Regions from separate parts of the Triticum aestivum genome. Here region 2 is linked to region 1. Evidence: chromatin contacts called from public Hi-C data. All regions are on one chromosome and are shown on one strand. The core of a region is the stretch at or near the end of the contact, and the rest is flanking DNA. Distances in the headings are between cores, read along the strand shown. Region 1 holds the start of LOC123180283 (vesicle transport v-SNARE 11). Region 2 holds the start of LOC123065360 (60S ribosomal protein L28-1).

Region 1 (7,362 bases), core at 1,411-3,910:
TGCACGATATGTCTCTTGACCGGAATAGCAAAGTGCTCAAGTGGGGAAAAATCTCTTTCTTGATACTGAAAACTGCATACTACCAGTGTGAGAAATGGATCTTATTTCGATGATTTGGCAGCATTAAAGTTATTTTGCAACTCATGTTCAAAGAAGCAGGATGCTTGTGCGGTATCCAGAAGTGACTCATCTAGCACTAAACCATGGTCTAACTCCTGTACAAAAGTTTGGATAACTATATTCTTACAGCTGTCATGCCTAATACACACCTATTTTGGCAGCGAATGTACCTTTCACTATTTCAGGTATGAGTACTTCATAAAGGACTGACCAGTTTCCAATAAGCATATATGGTGTAAATGTATCAACATCAAAACAGAAACTGACTGATGGCATTTCTTGTCTATGTAGTTTGCTAGCTAAGGTTGTTGCTGCTGATCAATATGTAAGGCCAGAAATGATCAAACTATAAATAATTGGACGAGAGAAGGTAAAAAGAACAAATTAGCTCCAACGATGGCTCAAAGTCCCAAATAAAAGTGAACTTGAAAAATCAAAGTACATACTGTTTTGTGAGCATGCATCAGTGTCTCTCGTTGATTATGAAGGTTCTGAAGAATTGACACGCCGATTTCTTCTGTATCAAGTGCTGTTATTTGGCTTTCTCTAATTCTGTCGGAAGACTGGTTTAACCTTTCTGATGTCATCATCAATCTTCCTCTCTGATCAGATGACGCCTGAGCCATGATATAATAATTGCATTGGTACATCAGAAAGGTAATGGTGCCATGATATCAAAATTACAAACATGACGGATAAAAGGAAAGGCAATATAACACAGAGAAATAAAGACAGTTGTAGAGGTATCCAGTAATAAATTGACACAATAATCTAGATTTCATCTTAATATGTCCACTTCCATCCGAACAAACTAAATTCCAAGCTAATGAATGGATGGAAGACAGGTTTACTTGAAAATTTATGCAATGAAGCTTTCTTGCAACGAAAATAATACATATTCAAGAGCAACGGTATCAATTATGCCTTCCGTTCCTAAATATTTGTCTTTCTAGAGATTTCAACAAGTGACTACATACGGAGCAAAATGAGTGAATCTACACTCTAAAATATGTCTATATACATCCGTATGTGATAGTCCATTTGGAATCTCTAAAAAGACAAATATTTAGGAATGGAGGGAGTAATAATTAAAGTGATAAGTAGGATGAACTGAATGTGCCTCTGTTATTTTGCCCATACTTTGCATGGTAACGCATAATACATCCAAGACTGTTAATTAACTGGAAATATGAATCGCTTATTGACAAAAGAGTCCAAATGTGCTTCTGATTTCAAGCACAGACTGGCTCTGTATTATCATAGCTATAAACTGATTATACAAAAGTCATGTATATAATTCTAAGTTTCTAACCATAACCAAAGCACTAGACTTGACAAGAGTGAAAACTTGAAATTACAGACCTAACTGAAGTTCAAGAAATAGTAGCAGTGCTCACTTCACGGATATCCATGCAAACCATTTAAAATCAGATATGGTACACTTCTTTAGACATCACAATACTGCACACAGTTCTAAATATCATGTTTCAAAGGTGTGCTTTGCACTGTAACCCATCCATATCACAATTCAAAGTCATATAGGGCCACACACTGATAAATTATTTTCTGATGGAACATACATACATACCACAGAAGCAGAATCTGTTAGAAGTACTACACCATTGTTGTCACAAGTGAGTACTTGCTAGAATATTAGATAGTGCGTGAGAGGCGCAATAAACATAATATTTGGCGTAAGGCGGAAACGTTAGGGATAGGGAGCTCACCCCGAGTGAATCCGGCATGCCGGAGTCGAGGAGCTCCTCCCGGGTGGCCTGTTGGGCATTAGGCGCCGAGACCCTCTTGATCTCGCTCTTGATGTTGTTGAGATCAGACTTGTACTGCCTCAGTTTAGACAGCAGCCCGGCCCTGACGGTCGGCGGCAGGCTCTGCGCCTCCGAATCCATCTTCCTGATCTGCATGCGGGAAGCCAGCCAAACAGAAACAGGGCGCATAATCAGACGACTGAGCTATTATAAGAATTAAGATGCACAATCTCTACATGAACTATGAGGAAAGTTTCCACACCACAGCTTAAAATTAATCACTGCAGACCAGTGTGGTAAAAAATTCTGCTCATAGAAAATTTAGTGCAGTCGTTTTTTTACCAGCGATCCCGACTCCTGCACGTGGGCCTGGATCTCGGACAGCTTCTGCTGCTTCTTCTCTGGTGAAGGGAACAGGCAGAGAAGAGGATCAGACCAAGGCATGGAAGCAACCGGAAACCTGGGGTTGTGCGCACGTACCGCCATCGAGGGCGGAGGCGGCGGCGCACTTGCGGGAGAGGGCCGCGGAGATCTCGCGGTACTGCCGCTCGTAGCCCTCGAAGACGTCGCTCATGGTAGCTAGCCGGTGAATCCGCGGTCGCAGGCAGTCGAGTCGGATCGATCGAGGAACGGGATTGGAGCTGAGGCGGTGGACCGGCGAGGGGGAGGGGCCGGGGGACGGCGGCGGGTCAGTTCAAGCAGGTGGGGTGCCGTGTCGAACCGGTGCACGGGGGACGGGAGCGCGGACGAGTGACCGACGTGGCTATCTGGGCCGGCCTAGCCCAGCCCACTCTTAAACGTATTGATTTGTTGGGCTAAAGAATTTGAGATGAGCTTCTTCTAGAAAAAGGGCAGTGCCACGCATCCGCCAGCAGATACTAAAAAAGATCTTCGGCCTAGCTGACCATTGGATGGACATGTTGATAGCCATCCGATCTACCCACATGCACAACCTCGCTTTTGCAACAGGAGAGGTGTTACAGAAAGGCCACCGCAACATGATGCTTGTTGCAGAAAAAAAAAATACGAACGAAGATCTTATTGCAGAAATTTTTCGCAAAAAGGTCTTGTTGCAGATTTTTTTTGCAACAGAGGCCTTGTTGCGGAAACTTTTTTGTTACACATAGCCCTTTTGCAACACAGCTCATGTTCCCGAAACACCACCGATGTCTCAGTAACATTATCCATGTTGCAGAAACACCGAATCGCCATTGTCAACTGTGTTCTGATGAGGTCTGGGCGGTTGGAGCAGCTAGGCAGCGCCGACGAAGTTCTATAGAGGTGACCCCTTCCTTTGAAGCACTCTGATGCAAGCAGCTGCTGCTCCAGTTGCAGCAGCGCACAGGCATGCTTTCCTGCAGCGGAGCGGCGGCGCTGGCTTGCTCTGCAGCAGCCGAATGACTCATGTAATAGTTTGCGCTCATAGTGTGGGGTTGGATCGAGAGAGGCCAGAGAGAGAAAGAAGTTGGGGGTCAAAATCAAAGGGAGAGGAAAGATATAGGATGGGGTTGCCGCTGAGAAATTTCTGGAAGAGATGATAGCATCGTGTAGAACTATAGATAAGGTTGGACGGGAGATGGAAAGGGTGGGCCAGGGACGCGTGGGGAGCGCACAAGGCGGTTGATTTCCAACGCATTCATCGGCTGGATGATTACAAGTGTTTTCCCTAAAAAAAGGAATTTGAGATGAGCTACCCTAGGGATTAATTTATTGCATTCATTCTCAGTTGTTTCTCTCACCTCCTGTGCCTCTCATGGTTCCTAAAATTTGGTAAGTTGTTATTGTTGGAAATATGCCCTAGAGGCAATAATAAATTGATTATTATTATATTTCCTTGTTCATGATAATCGTTTATTATCCATGCTAGAATTGTATTGATAGGAAACTCAGATACATGTGTGGATACATAGACAACACCATGTCCCTAGTAAGCCTCTAGTTGACTAGCTCATTAATCAATAGATGGTTACGGTTTCCTGACCATGGACATTGGATGTCGTTGATAACGGGATCACATCATTAGGAGAATGATGTGATGGACAAGACCCAATCCTAAGCCTAGCACAAGATCATGTAGTTCGTATGCTAAAGCTTTTCTAATGTCAAGTATCATTTCCTTAGACCATGAGATTGTGCAACTCCCGGATACCGTAGGAGTGCTTTGGGTGTGCCAAACGTCACAACGTAACTGGGTGGCTATAAAGGTACACTACGGGTATCTCTGAAAGTGTCTGTTGGGTTGGCACGAATCGAGACTGGGATTTGTCACTCCGTGTAAACGGAGAGGTATCTCTGGGCCCACTCGGTAGGACATCATCATAATGTGCACAATGTGACCAAGGGGTTGATCACAGGATGATGTGTTACGGAACGAGTAAAGAGACTTGCCGGTAACGAGATTGAACAAGGTATCGGTATACCGACGATCGAATCTCGGGCAAGTACCATACCGCTAGACAAAGGGAATTGTATACGGGATTGATTGAGTCCTTGACATCGTGGTTCATCCGATGAGATCATCGTGGAACATGTGGGAGCCAACATGGGTATCCAGATCCCGCTGTTGGTTATTGACCGGAGAACATCTCGGTCATGACTACATGTCTCCCGAACCCGTAGGGTCTACACACTTAAGGTTCGATGACGCTAGGGTTATAAAGGAAGTTTGTATGTGGTTACCGAATGTTGTTCGGAGTCCCGGATGAGATCCCGGACATCACGAGGAGTTCCGGAATGGTCCGGAGGTAAAGATTTATATATAGGAAGTCCTGTTTTGGCCATCGGGACAAGTTTCGGGGTCATCGGTATTGTACCGGGACCACCGGAAGGGTCCCGGGGGCCCACCGGGTGGGGCCACCTGCCCCGGGGGGCCACATGGGCTGTAGGGGGTGCGCCTTGGCCTACATGGGCCAAGGGCACCAGCCCCTAGAGCCCCATGCGCCAAGATATAGGAAAAAGGGGAGAGTCCTAAAAGGGGAAGGCACCTCCGAGGTGCCTTGGGGAGGATGGACTCCTTTCCCCCTCTTAGCCGCACCCCTTCCTTGGAGGAAGGGGCAAGGCTGCGCCTCCCCCCTCTCCCCTGCCCCTATATATAGTGGAGGGGAGGGAGGGCAACCATACCTGAGCCCTTGGCGCCTCCCTCCCTCCCGTGACACCTCCTCCTCTCCCGTAGGTGCTTGGCGAAGCCCTGCAGGATTGCCACGCTCCTCCATCACCACCACGCCGTTGTGCTGCTGCTGGATGGAGTCTTCCTCAACCTCTCCCTCTCTCCTTGCTGGATCAAGGCGTGGGAGACATCGTCGAGCTGTACGTGTGTTGAACGCGGAGGTGCCGTCCGTTCGGCACTAGGATCATCGGTGATCTGAATCACGACGAGTACGACTCCATCAACCCCGTTGCTAGTCTCTCCATAGATAGATCTTGGTGACACGTAGGAAAATTTTGAATTTCTGCTACGTTCCCCAACAGTTATAGTAGATGGATCTCTTAGCTTTACTACAAAATCACCCTAGGCAAACTCCTAGCTTACAACATCATGGTCCCCTAAAAAAGCTTACAGCATCATGGAGGTGGGAAATTTCTAAATTGTGATCGTAAGCAGACCTCTTACTTTTCAATAATATAAAACGGAGTCAGAAATCCTATTCTTGAGGAAAATAACGCTCAATGGTTTTGGTCCACGGCTTAAAAGGTTTATTTTCTTATTTACTTTTCACAAACCACATGCCTCTCGAGAGTATCGATGGGGCCAACCATTGTCATCACATTTTGGGAGAAGTTGAGATTGCACTAGGTGCGAGAAGTGAAACAAATGAGAGCCATCCGCCGCTTGAGAATAATAGGAAAAAATAGCCCAACTATGAAGAGACTAGGTTTCATGGGTTGTGAGGCAGACCGTTGTAAGAAAGAGTTAGGGGTTGTCTCTTAATATGACACTAGAGAACACACTACAACTCGTGCAATAGGCGTGCCTCGTGAGCCTCTCTCCTTCCCAATCCTCCTTGCTACTTCTTTCTTCACCCTTCCCTCTTCTTCCTTTCTTCTTCAACCCATCTCATTTGTGCATAGGCACGGATGCTCTTCAACACATACAACAGTTGACATCTCCTAGGTCCACCATCCTATCTTGCTTCACTTGTCACTTGCTTCTTCCTCTCGCGTCACTGCTCCTCCTCCAACTGATCGGATAACTCTTTCTCCCCCTCATACTTCTCTGCTTATTTCATCTCTTTCCCTCCACACATGTCACCCCCTTCCACTTCCTCCTCATCCCAACCAGAGAGTAGGGAGTCTAGCTAAAACAATCTTGTGATGTCAATATATTTTCTCTTTTATTTTTTTGCAACAAATTTCTTACCCCCCTCGTCATAATGACTTTCTCTCCACCGTCGTTGTTAAGACGAAGACAACTTTGTTCGGGAGGTGATTCAACTATGGGATTTCCCGATCTACACAAGGCTTCTATGACAGTTGTCTTCTTCTCTAAGGCGTTGGTACAGCTGGCCTTATCACGACGACTTTCCGATCGCAAGAGACAATGCCAAGCTGTTCGGCAGTGGCGACCACTGGAGATTGAGTTTATCTATCTCCTCTTCGCAAGAAGTAGTTTTCCTCCTATTTTTAGGTGTAGAAATAATTTTTCCTTTTTTCTGAGAAACTAGAAATAGTTTTTTTGAGGGGGGGGGGATATTTTTCCTTTTTTGAGGGGCATACATAGTCATTCCTTTTTCTTAGGCAAAGAAACAGTTTTTCCTAGAAGAGATTTTTTTAAAACAGATTTTTTTTTTTGAAACAGAGCAGCATGCCCTTTGCCAGAGCTAGGCCCAGCCCACGGCTCGTTGGCGGCATCAACCGCGTGTGTGGAGCGGAGCAAAAACACTGCAGACCAGCCAGCCAGCGGTGCGGGGGAGCGGGACGGCGACGGGCCTGGCCGATCCGGACCCTCCATCCCCGCACCGACGGCCGGGGGCGCCCCGGATCCGGTTTTGGTGTGCCCGAGGGATCCAGAAGTGGGTGAGGTAGAGCGCATATAAAACAGGGGGAGCCTTCTTCTTCCTCCTCTCGCTGGCTTTGCCTTGTAGAGGGGAAGAACAATCCCGTAGAGGAGGCACACAAAAGCTGTTCCGAATTCTCCGATTAATCCCACTGCTCGTCCCAGCCTGAGATCAATCCGCACTTCCGGCCCGGCGTCTCGAGGGGGAGGGGAGGAGCGAGGGAATTCGGCTGCGGATTGGATTGGAGCACTAAGAAAGGCGGCGATCTTTCATAGGTACTGGCCCATCCCGTCTGATCATCTGCGGTTCTTTCCTTGCCCATTTGTATGCCCCGGGGCGGTTTCTGTGGGGAAAGTGGACTCGGACGGTTTGCGCTCCGGTGAAGCTTTTGGTTGGATTTTTTTTCTGTGATTTCTCTCTGAGTTTTAGTTTTTGATTTGGTTGGATTCTTGGTTTCCTTGGTTCGGTGGTTTGATCTGAAA
Region 2 (7,362 bases), core at 3,248-5,747, 100 kb after region 1:
CATCTTAAATCTTACGGTACATGTGTAAAGCATGTGAACAGACAAGAGTTGTAGCTTAGAATCCAAGCATAAGTGGAATTCAAGTACAAAAAGCTGGAGTTAATACCTGGTTCTTGACGGACTTGGCCATCTTGCGGAACTCCTTGCGCATCAGAGTCTTGTGCTGGAGCTTGGCAGGGGTGTTCTGCTTCTTGGTCTTGGTCGTGGACAGGACGACAGCCTTGTCCTCTCCTGCAGAGGGCTGGACCGCCACGGTCTTGCTGTTCGCCAAGCCTGAAAACCACATCAACACAACAACAAGTTAGCTCCTTGCAGACACACTCACAAACACATCAATTGGGTAAAAAACAGAGCAAAGAGCTACGGACCGGAGAACTTGTAGGAGTGGACATTGTAGAGGTTGTTGGGCTCCTTGCTGAACTGCACCTTGGCGTTGCTGTTGCCGAACTGCTTGATCAAGAAGCAGTTGTTCTTCTTCACCAGCTCCCAGACCAGAGACCCCGGAACGGTAGTCATTTCCCTTGGCCTACATCACCAAAACAACACCCAAACGTCAGTCAGATCATACAGCTAGCAACAAGCAACAGGAGACAATAATCCTACAGAATCAAGGCACCATTCGACCATTTGACGCAAAAATGGACGCTGATTTACAAGGGGAAACATGGGTTACAAAAAATATACCGCACAAGCATCAGTGAAGCTTGAGCGTCCCAACGACTACTGACAAGAGGAAATCATAGTGCGCGGTTCTAACGCGGGTTTGGATCTAGCCTAAGGACGAACCGCCTACGCAAAAGAGCTACTCCAAACACTTCCAGCGGAGATGCTGTAACAGCGGACGAGATCATGAACCGCGGAACCTAGAACCAGCAAGGGTTCGACGGGGTGATGCGGCGACGAATCTAAGCAGGCAGCGATTCGAGCACCTAGATCTGTACACGAGGGACGTGAGGGGAGAAAGAGATCCACCGCTTACCGGAGGTGAGGTCGCCGCGGCGCCGCCTTGGTCTGCTCCGGTGGGTTGGGGGTGGTGGTGGCTGCGGAAGGTTGGAACAGCCCGGAGCTCGGCGCTTTATACTCGGCGGCGGCTCATAAAACCCTAGGTTGGGTGCACGCTTTGTGTGGTCAGTTGGGCCGGAGGCCTCTAGCCCATTTTAGCTTTGAACCCAGTACACATCGGCCCGAACTAAATACTGGCCCATACACATCGCAATGCGATTGGCACAGCCCAAAACGAAGTGGAGCCATTCATGTAAGCTCGTCTTTCCAACTCAAAAAAAAAATGTAACATCGTCTTTCTTGACTAATAAAATGCAACCTCGTCTTCCATCCCTAAAAAAATGTAACCTCATCTTCCTCCCTTCAAAAAGAAAATAAAAATACAACGTCATCTTTTTCCCTACATCTTCTCCGTCAAACAGGGTCCCATCAAAAGAAAAAAAAAACAAGGGTCTCATGAAAGGCAACAAAGCAACTCTTTTTTTTTTCCCTCTACAACCTCTCTGTCAAAGTGGTTCCAGCACGTCAATCATAAGAGTGTATAAAAATGGGAGATTAACGACGAGACAATCACCAGCTGCTGCTACCTGCGGAGGAATAGGCAATGGCTATGGAAGGAGGACCAACGTCCACCAAGTTCATCGCCGCCGCCTAAACGGAACAGGGGTGGAGTCATGGTGCCAAGCATTCTTTGCCTTGGCCAGACAAATCAAGAACAAGTGACAATGGCACGCATTCGATCAAAAGGGTAACAACGGCCTTCCATGCATTCACTTTCTTACAACTTGGAATCACTGAAACAACAAGTCCATCTCATTGCACTATGGTAAAAATAGGTTCAGACACAATGATTATTTTGGCCGAGATCCGACTACATCCCAGAAGAGAGCCCCCTCGTCTGGGCACCAAAAACAGGCGGAACAAAATGTGTAGACAACATCAGCAGAGTGAAGAGACGTTGATCACTAAGCTTTCTTGCCAGTGACCCCTGCGACCACCTGAGGAAGTACCAAGAGAACAAAAGTTAAACCTTGTCTTAGTCGATAACGCTCACTCATACACGAACTCATCTCAGTAAATAAAAAGGCACAGTTTGGAGGAAAGACAGGGGTAATGATCCAATATTTCAGCCTGATTATTCAGAAGCATGAGAACCTGGAAATGGTCCGATGGACCATGACAAATCATGTGACTGACAACAAAAGGTGTGATGCAGGGTTTCAAAAGATACCCTGTGCAATTCAGCCAAATCTGTGAATCAGCTATTTAAGGCATGTCTGGAAAGCAGGATTTTCATGGGAAAGAGCTCAATTCCAACCAGAGGATTCCACATTTACAAAGGAGACCTTGGTACTCTTTTCCAGGAGTTTGTAACTCATTACAATACAAACTTTAATTTGTAAGTTTACTGACTCGCCAATATCTTGGTTAGTGCACAAAGAACATGATAAAACTGGGAAATGATAAATGGTGTGGCTAGAACATTTGAGAGGGCTAAGTGATAAAAGCGATTTTCATAATTATATGAAGTGGTAGCACACAGAAACGAATAAAAATTGTAGGGGATCAACATACATCTTTTAGTTCAACCGGGGTTTTGGCATTTTTCTCAGTCTCCCAAGAATCCAACATTGGCCTAACAACCGCTGGAAGAAATAGACCTGAAATTGCATATCATAGCATCAGATATGATCACATAAGCTATCACAGCCAAATCAGAAGATCTTACAAACCATGCACTAAATTTGCACTGTCAGAGAAACATGCAAACGGTTGGTTCATGACCTTAAAAGGCTACAACTGCCCACTGCTCAGAATGGTTATGCCCATCCAACAGCTATACTACACCACCAAAGCATGCAGTTTGATTAAACACTAGTTGTGGCACAACAGACGAAATGTTTTTGGTTTCGACAATTTATGCACTTAGTTTTTTGGTTGAAAAGTAGAATACAAAATAATTGCTGCCCACTGTTTGTGATGTTTCACACTAAATTTGACCACACTAGTTGTAAACAAAATGAATCCTATTGCAAAGGGGAAAAAAGAACAGACACATAGAGTATATGCAATAATGGCTGTCATGCGGTCATAAACACTTCAATGAAGGAGAAACTAAGCAAACACTTGGAAGAAAATGCAATTGATATTACCGTACACCTCCAACTAAGTTCCAGTAAAACCCTTCACTATGGTTGTTCAATTTAACACACAGATTGCTGGAAAAATTCTGCTTAAGATCAACTGACAAGTATAACTAAGGAAATCATGACATGGCTAAAATACAGAGGTAACTCACACTACTTCTGAACTTTGATGAATGAACAGCAATCATGAATGTCAAGAAGTATAGAGGATACAAATAATCAATGAAGTACATCGGGTGTACACTGATAGTAATATGGTCTAGGAAATAACATTGAATTCGAGACATTAAGCCAATCTTGTTTGCAGCTAGTCCAAATGTGTTTCATATCTTAAACAGTTAAAGACACAATCTGGTTTTCTTAAGCAGTAAACAAAGTTTAAGCTGTGAGAAAGTGTGATTCAGTTTCCAAGGAAATGAACGCACATGGTCTAGCTAAGTCAGCACCCAACGCTAGGTAGTCAGCTCGTATGTGCCAATCTGTAGTCACATTTCAGTTTCATGAATGGATAGGCATAACAACAGGCGGGCCTTGTGGCTGTAGCCTATAGGTACACAGGCATAAGGGTGATGGAGTAAATCTTTGGGGACATGTATTGGTAAATAAAAACAGAAAAGTGTAGCGCAACTCAGCACACGACTACGTTTTTGGCATTAACCCCGAGCAACCCTTATCAGCCCGCACCTGTTCTGACCAAATCTAGCAGGAAGAATACAGTCGAATCATCAATCAACAATACTTATATGACCACAAGAAATGCATACTAGTACTCTTCCTTTGGCTGGAATGGAATGGATGGGTAGCAATGGTTGAATCATTATACTGATGATAGGGGCAAATGTATGCAAGGTCTAAGGTGTATAGCTCATGAATCATGAGTCACGGATCGAGCGGCAAAACTGCGATGCAAGGTCTAAGGTGTATAGATCCAACAGAGTTTAGCAGGCGAAAACCACATGGAAGCGCTCAGGGCCCGCCCCATCCATCCATCCGTCCGTCCAACCGGAGGACCGATCCCCGTCCTGCGAAATCCTGGGGACCTGGCCGGGCGGGGGTGCTCAGGAGGAACGCACGCGAGGAGAAATGGAGGCTAGCGATGCGCGCGGGGGCGCGTACGGGTTGGTGGGCATAGGATGCTAGGGTTGGGGCGGGAGAGGGGGTACCGAATCCGGCGATGAGGCAGGAGGCGGCGACGACGGGCTCCTTGACGACGAAGATCTTGAGCCTGCCCATCACGCCCATGGCTGCTGCTGCTGCTCCGCGATCCCCTTTCCTTTCCTTGGTTCCTCGCCGTCGTCGCCGGACGCAGACACGGGTGGGTGGGTGGACTGGGCAGAATGGGAGAGGGAGGGGCTGAGTGAGAGAGAGATGCGTACCTCGTAGGCCCAACTTCCTTCCTTCCACCACCACCCGGGCCGCCCGCCCGCCCGCTGTAACAGCGAGAGGCCCAAAGCCCAACTTGGGTCGAACGGTGTGGTGGGTGGAGGCGCCTTCGACTGGAGGAGGCGTACTCTTGTCTCAAAAAAAAAGGAGGAGGCGTACTCGGGATTATTCCGTGCGCGCCGGCGAATATCCGCTCCCGCGACCGCGAGTGCGAATATTTGGGCGAGAAGATCCAGCGAATGTACCGTCCGCTTTCTCTCTCTGTCGCTGCTTTTGCCTTGCTTGCAGTGCACGCACGGCCACCCGCAGTCCTCTTCTTCGTCCGTCCCTGCCGCGCGTGCGCCCCTCTCCAAGCTCGTTTCATTCGCCCGTGCCCTCGCCGCCGGTCATCCCCGCGTCGCCGCCGATCACCGCTTCACCAGGTCAGCTTATCTGCTAGTAGCAGCTTGTTATCTCCGTGCCATGTCGTGTCCTGTCCTCTGCGACATGTCAAGCCAGTTCCGGCCTTTCAAGACTGCTGTTTTGGTTGGTGGGTCGTGTGTCTGGAGAGAACCTCGCATCGTCCTTAAGATTAGTTTGTGTCCTCGGCTAATCGGCTTTCCGCATCTCCCCGCAAAAAAAAAAAAAAAAAAAAAAAAAAATCGGCTTTCCGCATCTTGCCATCATTGTTCAGTTTGTTGAGAGACTCGAGCTACATCTTGACAGAATGGCTGGAAATGATAACCTGTTCAGTTATGAAGATTGAGAGCACTGATGTCGGAAGACGGCACTGACCTAAGGGAGCATTTGATGGCAGACACAGATTGATGAAGCAAGCAGGATGCAAAGAGAGTGTGCATGTATTTGTATCATCATCCTTCTAACCAGGACACCTTCATTCTGTCGCATGTATCATCAGCAGGAGCGGGGAAGGGGGCCTTTCGGCGCAACATTCGAGCTCGTATTGCATTGCACCAGGAAGAAAAAGGTCGCTGCTCTTTCGCTTGCTGAGGTAAGATCAAATCATCTTATCCGTGATTTCCTAAGGATTTATTTTACTTGCTCAAGCTTTTGAACATTCCTTTCCATCAATCCGCCCCTTCTTCAACTATGACGCCGTGCGTGTGTTCTTCAACCTGTGATTTTCATTTTCTTGTATATACCGGCTTCCAATTTGCCATTGCTCTAAAATGAGCGAGTCTACACTCTAAAATGCGTCTGTATACATCTTATATAGTTCGTATTGAAATCTCTAAAAAAATCTTATATTTAGAAATGGATGGAGTATGTGCCACTGTTGTATACGAGTACATCCGCAACTAACATTGCACAGGTAAGAAAATATTCACCTACCCCAGAAGGGTGCAGAGAAGTGAAGATCGAGTCGATTTATTCAAAGGGATGATCACAGCACAACAATGGAGTACACAACAACGCCGACATCAACAACGCAACGCAACATGCGGCCGTGTACATATTGGTCACAGCTTAATTACACTCATCACACAAGGTACATCCATTTGCTCTCTCCGAGCTACAGTAATAGTACAATGTATGGCAGCACATCTCAATCACCACGCCCTGCGACGCTTCTGCCCAGGTGCGCGCAATGCAGGTATAGCTCCTCTGTTCTTCAGTCTTGAAACGTTGTTTCTGCCGAGAGCAGAGGGCCTTTCTCAAGGGAGGAGGAAAAATAGGTTCAATTCTTGCGGAGATGCTACTCTAAATTCGTCTCATCTCCACAGATGGTATACGGAGGAGACATGAAATATGATCTCCTCGCCGGCTTCGGGGGTATAATTTACATGTCTTTTGTTTCTGCAAAATCAAACACACCAACTGCGGTAAGCGAATCTGCCAGGAATTAGGAAATACGACGACTTATGTATGTAGTGGAGGAAGAGTTTGTTTACCTTATGATGACTGGATCGCCACGACCCTCACGGGCTTCGTTACTCTTACAATGTTCCTCACATGCTCAAACGCCATCACTATCAGGCCTATGACATAAAGAAAGCTTAGTTGCAACTTTGCAAGTAGGTTATACGCTGCTACGGCAGCGTTGCCAGCTTCGCCTGTTCGTATCGTGAGGGTTACAGGCCTCGCAGAAATAAGGGCCCCGGTTTCTGGTTGTAAAGATCAGCGTAAGAGGTGTGCCTTCCAAAGCCTTCGAATGAATTTTGTGACCGTCAGCCGGTTAAGCATACCTGATGTGTTCTCCGGCTGGGACGACCACTCTTGAGGTGCCATCGCATACTTTGTGGCCTTTATCAGATCCATTAGGGCGTTGTTGACCTGTCATAGATTGATAATCACATCAGTTCCTTACTTTCTTATGCTCTACGGTCACTTGTAAAGATGAATGAGAGGAGAAATCAATGCTCATTATCACAATTGTGTTTCTTGTTTTTCTTTGGAACATGAATTTGACGACGACCTAGTTGTATCAGTATTTCATTCATATGCTTTATTGTAACTTCGTAAGGCTCTCTTTGGAACAAAAAGAAGCCGTTCTTACAGGTCAAGGTCTGAGGAGAGTCTTGACGGTCAGTCTATTAAGATGTCTTACTGTAACCATATATGTCTGGCAACTTAAATAGTTAAGTCAATGTGTACAACTTTCTCAAACATACTGGTGTCTGAAAGGGGCAATTGTCTCACTTTGTAGGTTTGTATGTCTGCTTACATCGCTTAAGGAATTATGAGATGTACTCATAGTTTAAGTTAAAAATTAAAATCTGGTCCTCATTAACACTTCTACTGGGCAATGGGCACACAGGCCATTTTAAAGACAGATAAAAAATATCTTCAAAAGTAGCATGTTCCAACGATGCTCTCAGAGATCATCTTT

The links. A called contact is a pair of places that touch in the nucleus more often than the background predicts.
Region 2: a contact with region 1 is called in a Hi-C map of leaf, with 2.5 times the contacts expected there. The contact joins the promoter of LOC123065360 here to the promoter of LOC123180283 in region 1. A contact is called at or near these places in 1 of 5 Hi-C or Micro-C datasets (leaf) and 1 of 1 datasets of contacts at active chromatin or transcription factors (leaf).

What each region holds. Positions count from the first base shown.
Region 1 is chr1A:545,686,781-545,694,142 of IWGSC CS RefSeq v2.1, forward strand. It overlaps LOC123180283 (vesicle transport v-SNARE 11), which reads right to left and starts at 2,661. Exons shown (of 5, transcript XM_044592278.1): 1 at 2,367-2,661; 2 at 2,229-2,287; 3 at 1,848-2,036; 4 at 567-737. The coding sequence starts at 2,460. LOC123065317 reads left to right here and starts at 6,760. Exons shown (of 5, transcript XM_044488647.1): 1 at 6,760-7,155.
Region 2 is chr1A:545,785,928-545,793,289 of IWGSC CS RefSeq v2.1, forward strand. It overlaps LOC123065360 (60S ribosomal protein L28-1), which reads right to left and starts at 4,498. Exons shown (of 5, transcript XM_044488673.1): 1 at 4,313-4,498; 2 at 980-1,040; 3 at 369-526; 4 at 107-273. The coding sequence starts at 4,391. LOC123065373 (a long non-coding RNA gene) reads left to right here and starts at 4,596. Exons shown (of 2, transcript XR_006431004.1): 1 at 4,596-4,954; 2 at 5,434-6,905. LOC123065328 (putative aminoacrylate hydrolase RutD) reads right to left here. Exons shown (of 10, transcript XM_044488658.1): 8 at 6,719-6,806; 9 at 6,425-6,511; 10 at 5,881-6,329. The coding sequence ends at 6,426.